Linked DNA regions of Anas platyrhynchos: region 1 is linked to region 2. The links are chromatin contacts, called in public Hi-C maps. All regions are on one chromosome and are shown on one strand. The core of a region is the stretch at or near the end of the contact, and the rest is flanking DNA. Distances in the headings are between cores, read along the strand shown. Region 1 has its middle 6.1 kb from the start of POP4. Region 2 overlaps SHCBP1 (SHC binding and spindle associated 1).

Evidence for each region. A called contact is a pair of places that touch in the nucleus more often than the background predicts.
Region 1: a Hi-C map of subcutaneous adipose tissue shows a contact between it and region 2, with 4 times the contacts expected there. The contact joins two enhancer-like sites. A contact is called at or near these places in 2 of 8 Hi-C or Micro-C datasets (liver and subcutaneous adipose tissue).

Annotation. Positions count from the first base shown.
Region 1 is chr12:19,747,953-19,753,718 of IASCAAS_PekinDuck_T2T, reverse strand. No RefSeq gene overlaps it. Among named protein-coding and RNA genes, the nearest start is that of POP4, 6.1 kb to the left of the region's middle. Within about 2 kb of position 2,913, at least 1 of the 8 cell types and tissues checked has an H3K27ac peak or open chromatin away from gene starts, as enhancers often do.
Region 2 is chr12:19,163,622-19,169,023 of IASCAAS_PekinDuck_T2T, reverse strand. It overlaps SHCBP1 (SHC binding and spindle associated 1), which reads right to left. Exons shown (of 13, transcript XM_072043811.1): 8 at 4,863-4,983; 9 at 1,724-1,855; 10 at 667-785. Among named protein-coding and RNA genes, the nearest start is that of SHCBP1, 9.6 kb to the right of the region's middle. Within about 2 kb of position 3,338, at least 1 of the 8 cell types and tissues checked has an H3K27ac peak or open chromatin away from gene starts, as enhancers often do.

The DNA of each region.
Region 1 (5,766 bases), core at 1,664-4,163, 590 kb before region 2:
TTCAAATATATATTAATGGGGCAGAAATCTGGGGGACATACAATAACCCCCAAATTCTGGGGGGGTTTCAAAGCTTTTAATGATTTAAAAAGCTGGGCTTTAAAACACAGGCAAGGAAAGGAGCCAGCTCTTCTGGAGTCGCAGTTGCTGCTTGCCTCACCAGGGGGCAGCGCAGGACAAGGATTGGTGAGCCTGCCTCGGCGGTCTGCGTTGGGGCATCTCTTGCTGCAATCCAACTAGCGGTTTGAAGTTTAAAAATAAATAAATAAAATTAAATATTGGTTCATCTTTTGGACGAAGTTTACCAGTTTGCATCTTCTTTTAGCATACAGGGTTCGAGGTCTCACATACCCCAACTTCTTTTACATTATAGTAGATTTATCTGTGGAAGGAGGACTTTGAAGGAATTCAATATCACCATAAGTAAAGGAAGTGATTTTTTTTTTTTTTTTAAACACCAACGTATTTTTAACATCAAAATAACTAGCTATATCCTTCATAAAACATATATAAAGAATGAGTGAAACTAGAATACCTGGGGATAGCTACTGCAGAAACATCATTGCCCAGCCTCATACAATGCTAAAAAGTCACCACTTGCTCCCCAAAACAATAATGAAGAGTCAGTAAGCTGAGGTTTTGGCAACTGATATTTGGTTTCCCTGCGTGCTGAGATCACGCATGGTTCAAACACATCAGTATGATGGACACCGCTGTACACCTGAACAGCTTGTAGTTACTAATTAACAGCAGCGTTCTGCACCCATGCATTAATCTGTTACAGTCTGTCTTAGAGGCATTATTTTTCTTGTTTCTTGGGTTTCATCATTTAATATTTTAAAGCATAGTGAACATTGGCCTACATTGAGATAGGGTTGTATGATGCAAAATGGGTATTAAATAAAAATGATAAACTATAACATAGTAATAGTTGCTGGAGTTATAGCAGATTGAACTGTTTAATGTGGCATTTTGTTTGATTTTGGTTAAACTATATTAAATTAACATAATTAAAAAGAATACAAATAAAAAGGTTTCAAGCATCAAAAAGATCTATTATGCTGGATGTTTCATCCAAGAAAAATGAAGACTTTTTTCCTAAGAAATGGTTGTCCAGTTCTGGAAGCCTGTTTGATACGGTTTGGTTGGGTCAACTTTGCAGTGCACCACTGGGGTACAAGTTTTGGCCATACCTGTGTCCCTGCAGACAATGACACCATTTGTAGAGTGCGAGAGAGACCTGCTAACCTGAAGAGCGTGGAGTGAGCCATCCGGTTCGATAACACACGTTGGCTTGTGCTATCCTTGTCTAAGAGGTGCATTTCTAAGGCCACACTGATGAAGGTGTCAAGTGCTGAGTCACCGCCTGGCTTTAGGTCCCCCCAGTTTGACTGTGTCTCGCGGTGTGCCCGTGCACGCTGAGCCCTGCCTGTTTTACCTGTGTGTCTCCAGGTAGTGAGAAAAGTATGCCCAGAGAAAAGTATTTGACTGTTGAAACTGGGCTGAACAAGATTAACAGATTGATGGCCACTGCAGGCAAGAGCTTTATGAGGGGTGGTCAGGGTGGCAGCTGCTAGCATGGCCCTAATAGGGGGACTTTGGTCTTGCGATATGCAATCTGACTTCTTCCGAACTGCAGCTGTGGGATGGGGCTGTGAGGGGTTAATGCTGCTGTACTGCTTTGGTAACTGAAGAAAAACCAGAAACCTCCGTTTGTTTGAGTTCAGTGCTTTAGTAAGTACCTTTAAAGAAAATACCACCTCATGCAACAGAAAATATTTTGTCCATCTCTTCAGCACAAATCTGATAAACCATGGAGAGAGGCAGGTGTCCAAGGAGATAAAAGTAATAAATGTGGCTGCGGTTCAGGAGCGAGCTAGCCTGTCAGGCTGTTAATTAAATGGCGTTCCGGCTCAGAAATACTAGCAGCTAATAGATATACATGGCAATGCCAATTCATTTACCTCATCAGTGCATGTTAATTTTAGCATGAGCTTAACTTACACATTTTGCAGTGGGTCAAAATGGCAGTGGATGTGTGTGTGGGGACTTTCACCCTATAGTGATTATTTCAGGAGGTAGAGACTATTAAGCACTTTATACTTCTTAAAAACAGAACAGCGGGTGAGAATGGGTGAGAGAACATTTTTAATTTAGGCAGATCCTCTAAACAGAATAAACTAATCACAGACTTAGAACTGAGCTGAGCCATATTTGCAGCCAGCTGCCAGGGGATCCTTTCTTTGCCACAGCTCAGCAAGTGCAGAGCCCTAGTTAGCAAATAGTTTGAGCTTGAGTCACGCCTACGTTAGTGTAGTTCTAAAAGGATTTCTAAGAGTTACATTAGTGTGAAATTAGGACTGCTGCAATGGCAAATCGCACCTACAGGAAAAATAGCTGCTATTTGCGACTGCTCTGAGACCAAGGCTGCTTTGGTAGCTGCACAGAGAAGGTGCAGTAAAGGACTGCCTTGTGTGTAAAACTGCACTTGTATTCAGTGACAGGATTTTGTGTGCTGTCTGGCCTTTTAATGCTGATGATTGAGTCTTTGTTCAGGCCCACATCAGCTCTGGCCATTTGGCACTTACTGGTGACAGAGCTGCCCAGCTCCTTCTGGTTTGTGGTGGTGGTTTTTGTTCCTTTTCTGGAAGAAAACCAATTCCGGGGCCGGCCAGCAATCAGTGCGGGGGAGATGTCCACCTGACGTGGCAGGCAGCAAGGAGGCCGTGACCCCACTACGTGTGTGCATGTGATGTGTGTGCCTGTGTGCTACAGTCTCTCGCTAAGACCATGGGTGACCCTTGTGTCCAGTTGCAACCAAATTTGTCACCGACATCAAACTCATGTAACATCCCTGCAGCTGCCGTGAGCACAGCCGCCTGCATCAGCAGCTGGGTGTGCTGCTCACATGGTGTTCTCTGTCCTGTGAGTCCTGAGTCACAAGGGCCTGCTGCCACTGGCAGCGCGGAGAGGTTCTGCTGTGTGCGTGGGGCTTGTAAAAATGAGGCTGCTATTTACACTTCCAAGTGTGGCAATAAGGGCATGACTAAAGGTGTTTCACCTCTGAAACACACGCTGCAGCACAGCAGGCTTCTTTCTGGAAAAAAAATCTGATCTGTAAAAGTATCGACATTGAGGCAACGGAAGGCAACACGGATACTTCTGTCTTTGAGGAGGAATACTCTCTTGCCCTTCAGCATGATTATAGCCCATTTACCAACACTTCTTGAATTTCAGACCTATTTTGGAGCAGTCACAAGCAAGAAATGTTTCTTTTCAGAGCCTGAAGCAGTCAGTCCAAGGGTAAAGTTTATTTAACAAAAAGAATAGTTCCAGCTGAATTCACATTGTGAAATTACAGGTCCATTTAAAGCAAAATAAAAACAGTGGCAGGTTAGGGTCAGGAAGGAGGATAATGACATCGCTGCAAAGTGCATCCAACAATGGTCTTGAAAATTTTAAGTTTCTTTAGGACGCTTTTCTTTTCTTTGTATAATTATGGAAAAGAATAGAACTAAAATAAATGTACTAGATGCTGAAAGCAAGCTTCAGGCTTGCTCAGACATACGAATTCCAAGTGGAGACGTTATAAATGATGTCTCAAATGCTGACTGATTTCAGAGCTGTGGGCTCTTTCCTTCGTGTCATGGACGAGGAGGGAGGTTTGTGACCTGGCTGTCCAGCCGTGCCCTCCCAAGACTCGGCCTCCCTGCAGGGCTGGCCATGGCAGCAACCCCAGGAGGGGGCGAGCCCTGGGAGGGCTGGCCCGGGCTGCACCTTCCTTGCTTTGCAGCTAGAAGTCACCTCAATCCCTTTTGTTCCAGAGTGCAGCTTGTCACAAAGCATATATTATTTTTTTTAATGGGAAAGAGGGTTGCTGCTAGCTTTCATAGCAATACCTATGCTCATAATATAGTTTGCTCTTGCCACCATTGCTGAAGAGGCTGGCTTCTGCTTTGTCTTGCAGGCACTGTGGTAGTATCCTTCTGCCCCTGCTCTGAGGGGACCCCGTTGGTATTACAGCGATGAAGAAAGTGAGCAAGAAACAAACCTGGGAATATTTTGCAAGTTCTGCCAGTATCACTCCTGTGTGTTTGCCTGTAAGGACTGTAAGAGACATGAAGCAGTCAGGAGAGGCTGTACCATTGCAGGAGGGGTTCCCGTGTCAGGCAGATCATCATCATTAAGCCATCCCTATGGCCTGGGTAGCTACCTACAGCCCTTTAAGATTACTGAAGACACTTGCAAGGGGTTTAAGAGGTTTTGGAGCATGCCTTAGTGTATCTCTGTCTTGACACTACTGAATCCTGGTAAGCCCTTTGTTAACCTTGGCAGAGAGTTGTGAAACCTCCTCTATGAAACAGAGGTCACGTTTATACCCATCCTTTTCTTATAAGTTAACAACAACAACAAAAGATGCAAATAATGGTTTTGCACATTGTCTGTCATGTAAAAATACCAAGCTCCACAGCTGGTCTCCATTTGCTGGCCACAGACATGTAGGGTCAGGTTTGGGGGGTAGAAGAGACAGGGATGCTTAAGTTGCAAGTGAGGATACACTAACTGAAAATTACAGCTCAAATTCTGCTCCGGTTTGGGAAGACCGAGACATTTTTCTACTTTGAACTGGGGCAACCAACCAACCAACTGGTCTGAGCCTTTTTTTTTTTTTTTTTTCCCTGAGCTTTGGAGGAAGTGTTTATGCCAGCTGTGAGCACACCTTCAGACACAGAACAGCACTTGCTGCAGCTTCACTTCGAGGTCTTGGTGCTGTCAAGGGCTGAGAGTTTAAAACTAGCTGAGCCTCCCACGTGGCAACATGATTTACTAAACCACTAAGATATTGGGTCAGCTTTGTAAATCATTTTAATTATTGCACTAAACAGGTTGTGGAGATGGATCAATAGAAAATATGACATTTAGGCTCACAATGCTGTGCATTCATTATGGGAGAGAAATTATATTAACTGATTTAGGAGCTAATAATAACTGAAAATAACAATTTAATGGAAGCCTTCCAATCCTGCACTTTGAAGCAGGATACTGCTGTACACAGTCTACCCATTTTAATCTCAGTCAAGTATACATAGCAATTTTTTTGACTCTCAGAAATGTCAGTCAAGTGCAAGTAACTTACCGAATTTCAGCATCCCATATATTACATTATAATAAAACAAAATCAAAGAAACTGTCAACAACCATTTTACATACAGGCAGGGTCACATAAACAAGGGACATGAAAAATGAGAAAATGCATCACACTATAATAATGTGGAAGTCTTGCACACTGGGGCTATTTTCCACTTGCAATTAGTATTTCCATGACCACAGTTGTACTGCTGGGCTTAAAAGGTGTTTACTTCTTTCTAAGGTGGTGAGTTTTGGTCTCAAATATCTGAGTACTAAATATATGGTACGGTATATCTATATATATACCATATGGTATATGGTGTATATATATATATAGAGAGAGAGAGAGAGAAACTAATCTCTCCTGTGCAGTGAATGCCAGGTGCTACCATTCAGTAGCAACTGCCAGCATTGTCTTATTGCAATTATTTCACAGTGGCTAAACTAAATTTGGTTCACTGTGACATGTTTTTTCCTCAATACATGTACAACCTGTGCTGTTAAAATATTTTCTTTTGAAATAAACCGTACGTTGTGACTAATTAATGCCTAACAGCCATTGACTAACTATACTGAACCAAGCAGGCATGACTGGGGACAGAATTTAAGCTGCGATCAGGTACTGCACCTCTGTCA
Region 2 (5,402 bases), core at 2,089-4,588:
TCACCAGCTGCACAAGGTAAAATTGCGTTACCACCCCAGCTCCACAGCTTTGTGAACTAACTTGAGCAGTAATATGAACGTTGAGGCTCCATGAATAATACTATTGCCACCAGCCCATAAAAATCTCTGGCAAGGAGTAACCACGCAACTTTGCATTGCTTTATTGATCTTTAGTCATCCACTCCAACACTCAAAGCCCCATCATTCTCCAAAGTGCCCTATTCAGAGTTCAATTCTGTGTTTATCATCATTCTGTAAGAATCAATGGATAAGGTGTCCAAAAAGGGCATTTCATTTGCCAAATACATGGTTTAATTAGAAAATGACTTATGTACAAGGAAAACAAAAAAAAATCACGTTAAAGGTATTGCAGGACAAGAATAAGTCCAGCAAGGCAGCAGTCATTATTTCATAGATATCCCCTGTAACTGGATCATTTTCGTATCATCACATACAAATCAACATAAGATACTTCACTAGATACTATTGAAGGCCACAAGACCACTGTAAACAATTTCTTAAACCTATTAACACAAAGCTGTCCAAGACACTTTTTAAAGGTACTCTTAAGAGTGACAGAAACCACCCCTTTACTGAAGTATTATTTCAAACCAGAACCCTTTATTTTAATTTAGGAAATAGCCAGAGTTAAGAATTCATTTGTACCTTGGCACCATACAGATCTGAGTTTTTCATTAACAGCTCAGCTGATGTTCGCACTGTTATGCCTGTAGTTTCACATTGTAACACACAATTCTCCAGAGTAGTTTTCCCCTGATGGACACCTATACACAGACAACAAATATTGTTAAATGAATCGGTTACGCAAAGGCAAATCCCTCCTACAGGTACATGGACTTGTAGTGTTTTCTACAGTGTGAGAAAATGATCATTTTAATCATACGTTATGTTAATTTTATTGATTTGCCCATGCGTAGTTGGAACTCACACTGTTTTTCCTAATATCAGCAGAAAAACTGTAAGGGAACCCTAGTCAAAGATTTGTCTTAGAAGTGTTTTAGTTTTGGGTGGTTTTGTTTGTTTGTTTGAAAGTGACAACGATTCTTTTTTCTATACGCCTAAGAATCCTCTGAATTAATAATATATTAAATACAAATATATGGGTATTAATAAACATTTTTAAACATTTAAAAACAAATAAATGTCTGTCAAGGCAAAGTATTAATTAGCACCTTCTGAAAAGACAGAAGGTCATGGCCAAACTCACTGGATAAAACTTGGGATTATTTGAATGGCAGTTCAAATGTGTTTTTAGTAAACAAAGGCCTATACTATTTCTAAAGTCTATGCCATTCCTCAATGGAGAGCTGGTTGGGTTCAGCTACAGGTGAATACTGTCATGGGAGCTCTTTTGTGGAAAGAGAAATTATTTCCTTTTCCAGGCAGCCTGGCAGAGGCTCTGCAGTGGTCAGTCAGGCTGCCATAACAGCCGAAACATTAAGACAAATTATCTTATCCAAAAATAAGAATAAAGCCTAAGAGCCACAACAACCTGAAAGTACAAACAACAGAAGTTATTTTGATGTCCACATTATAAGCAAGTGGGAAAGAAACAAAAAGGAAGCCTTAACATTTACATCTGTAGGATTCTTTCCTACAGTATTTTGTTAAAACCAGTAAATTGTAAGAGTGGATCCCTGACTTAATTTTAATAGAAAATTATAAAAGATTCACGAAAAGTTCAAGATACTTTTACACTTACTTAAAATCCCTTCCACAGCGTCATGTTGTATTAACTTCAAATTGGAGATCTTTATGTTGGCTCCTGTACAGTCAACAAAGTTGTCTCCTTTCCCTTGCTTTTCTATCACAATATCATCTGGCAGGCCATAGCCTGAAAGCAGAGGTGAAAGACACAAGTTTGTTGAGTAACTGGTAATCAGATGCTCGGTACCTAAGCAGACATTCAGATGAGGTAAGAGAGGGTTGGAACTCGAGATATCCTTGACTATCTTGAACAGGATTTTTCCCCCAGTGGCCATGGCACACCTTACATGTACATCTCCTGTATACCAAGACCCAGGTGCTCAAAAAACTCCACCACCAACAAAAAACAACCAAACTCAAAAGTTCCCTTCCTTGAATGACAGACACATAATATAATAAAATACGGTTATTTTAGCCAATTAAACAAAGGGCTAACACTTGCTGAGGGCAAAGTTCTTATTCCCCAGACTGCACCATGGTATGGAGGTGCAGTAACCACAGCCACAATGGGCACCCGCAGCCTGCTTCCAGTACGGCAGCTCACTGCAGCAGGCAGAGGCTCCAAATAGCACAGGGAGCAGGGAGAAGCAGTCCCCATCAGAAAGCAAGGAAACAAGTGCAAAGGACTCCCCATTGTTACTAAACTTAACTCAGCTTCTCTATTTAGAGAAGCCTGGGTCAATACTTGACATTCCAGTGTTACAGGGACTTCCAGATTAATTCAGATTAAAAAGGAAACTTTCAAAAGCATATGCCAGCATTGATTTACTAAAGCCATCCACACTTGTCAGCGTTCAACCACTTACAGGGCAATTTATGAGCATGTAAAGCTTTTACTGCTTGTCACTGCCAAGAATCATGATAAGGAAAGCAATAATGCAGCATCTATTAGAGCAGCATGAGTCCTATCATTTTCTGAACACACACACAGAAGCTTAGATAAGAAGTGCCTGAACGGGATGCTAGCTTTTAACCAAGTACATAAATAAATACTCTAATGTGCAAGTAGAAAGGTTAAAAAAAAAAAAAAAAAAGAGCCTTTGAACAAGAGTTGGGAGAAAGTTTTAAAGACAGCAGATTTAATGTAGTTGAGTGACTGACACTTAAGTACACTATACTACCCAGGAATCTTTTTCCAGTGCTGCTAGGGAGGAGGTGGCAGGGAGCAGTTTACTTCCAGTATGTAAAGAGCATTGTGGGACCATAAATAGCAGATCCAGTCTAACTACACAACAGTGGAAAAAGCTTTAGGAATAATTGTCCTACGAGTACCTACAGATTTTCTAACAAAGCTTTTAATTTGCTTCACTTCTGAAGCAGCAGCTCTAGCAGTAAAGGAAGCTGTTGACAAGGAACAGAGAAGGAATGATTCACCTGATATCAAATAGTAGTCAATACCCAGCCAGGTCAGGGCCGTATGCCCTGCCTGTAAGTTAAGGGACTCCCCAGGAGCTACAGGCAATTGTCATCCAGTAACACTGATCATGGGTTTTGGATGGGTTGATACTACAGGTTCCTTTCCAGCTTAAACTATTAAACAAGGTGGAGCAAAGTTCTTCAGTACCTTTGCTACATTTTTTTGTCAAGTGCTAAAGCTATCCTGACTAGGGCTTCCTGCATCTGTTACTGCTTTAACTTTACTTAGTTCTTGTAAGTCTTTGTTTATCCCTGACTTACTAATCCTCGTACTTTCAACCTTAGTACTGGCTTGCACAGTGACTGGAAAAGAAATAAAATCTCTACTAAGCAAAACAACATTATTTCTTTGATGAGTCACCCTTTCATCCCAAAAAAAGCCACCAAAACATCCAACTATTCAGATTAGCGCCAGCAGAATTTTTCTTGATGCTCTTACTTCAAATGTTTTCAGCTGCTATTGCTGCCATAAAAACTTCTAACAGAAGTCCATATAAGAAGATTAAACACCCTGACATATTCATTACCCAGAGAGTGGTTTGTACTAAAGATACAGTTATATGCCTTGCTCCTTAAAATAGAGTAGCTCATCCTTTAATAGGTGTGCTATTTCACCATTTGCATTCCCGTTTCCTCAAAACTACAAAAGAAGTTGTCCCCTCACAATTTTAGAACAATGCCATTTTGAAGACAAATAAAACAATTTGAGCTCCTTTATCCTGCAGGTGCATTGTCCATCAGCATTCATTTCTATGCAAACCAAGCACACACAAGAGAAGGGCAAGAAAGAAAACGATACTCATAAAATAAGGACAAGAAAAATACAATCCAGAACAGCAGGAAATTAAACTCCCAGCCTTCCCCATTATGCAGCTTTGACAAGATAAGAAATGCAGCTGAAGAAGCATCTGAACAGCTGCACAAGCCCCAGTGATACACAGACCATTACACTGCAACAGCATGCATACCTAAAGGAGAGACATTATGCTGAGGAAACAAGAATTGTGAGGAAGAGAAAGCAACATATCCTAGGCAAGATAAAAGTATTTCAAACAAATATTTTGAGAGAAAAACAGACATATATGCTGCATCCACTTCTACAGCATAAAAGGGCATATTAAGCCAATAGCACTCTCTGTATATGTGCTTCACATAATGCACAGATCCACATCAGTAGCCCCCACACACATAGCTGACATGCAACAAATGTCATAAACTAAGTTTGAATAGCACTTGGCTCTTTCTCTGTATTTACCAGTTCTACCCTGACAGTGAGTCTGACTATGCCTCTGAGGCAGATCAAGACAAGCAAAGGAAAACAAGGACCTCTCCCAAATACTTTAGAAACTGAGACCTCTCCAGAATGATTTTAGTGTTTATTAAATTAAAAATCAACACACTTGTGTTGCTGTCGGATCCCCTCTAGTATTTATATAACCAGGATCTATCCAGGCAAATAGTTAGGAGGAAATAGTGAGTTTGCCATTAATCAGCAAAAGTTAAAACTTATTTGCAGAAATGATCATGGGTAATGAAACGGCTTACTCCTTCCTGAAATAGACACAGCTCCGCGAGCAGAAATAGGAACAGTTCAAAGAAAAAAAAAATAAATGCTCCAGCCAAACTCTGCAAAAATATAACAAACCTCTAAGCAGAGCTAAGTTAAAGACACGTTATTTACTTTATTTTAAGGACCATTATTCTAGCAAGTCCCCTACCTTCTAATTCAACAGAATCAGCAATGCAGAACACGCCATCTACGACATAATGACCAGGACAGATGATGACTGTGTCTCCTTCGTAACAAGCACTTACAGCTGCCAGTGGATCATTGTGAAACTGTAAGAGAAAAAACAATATAATCAGCTCCTAAAAAATGCTATAAAATGGATGCATTTATGCCCTAAAAGCTTGTTCTTCAATTAAGTGTTGCTGCTTTTGCTTAAAAGAAGCCCTTTTTAATGGAACCAATAATATGCAATTTCTACTTTGAATTCAAGAATCATAGCACTCTCTGGAAAAAAAAAAGCCTCAAAGCATTCCTTTGTGTTATGTCCATCCCCCCATGAGAAAAATGGGGCAGTGGCAGATTGAAGAACATATGCAGCAGAAAGCAGACCTCGATATGGCCTGGATTCCAGGCCAACATTTGAATTCTGCTTCAAGTGACTTGTATAAATTACTAAAGACATGACAGAAGAAAAAGAAAATAAACCACAGGCAACTCAGCTATTAGATTTGAGCTTGGCCAAACACCA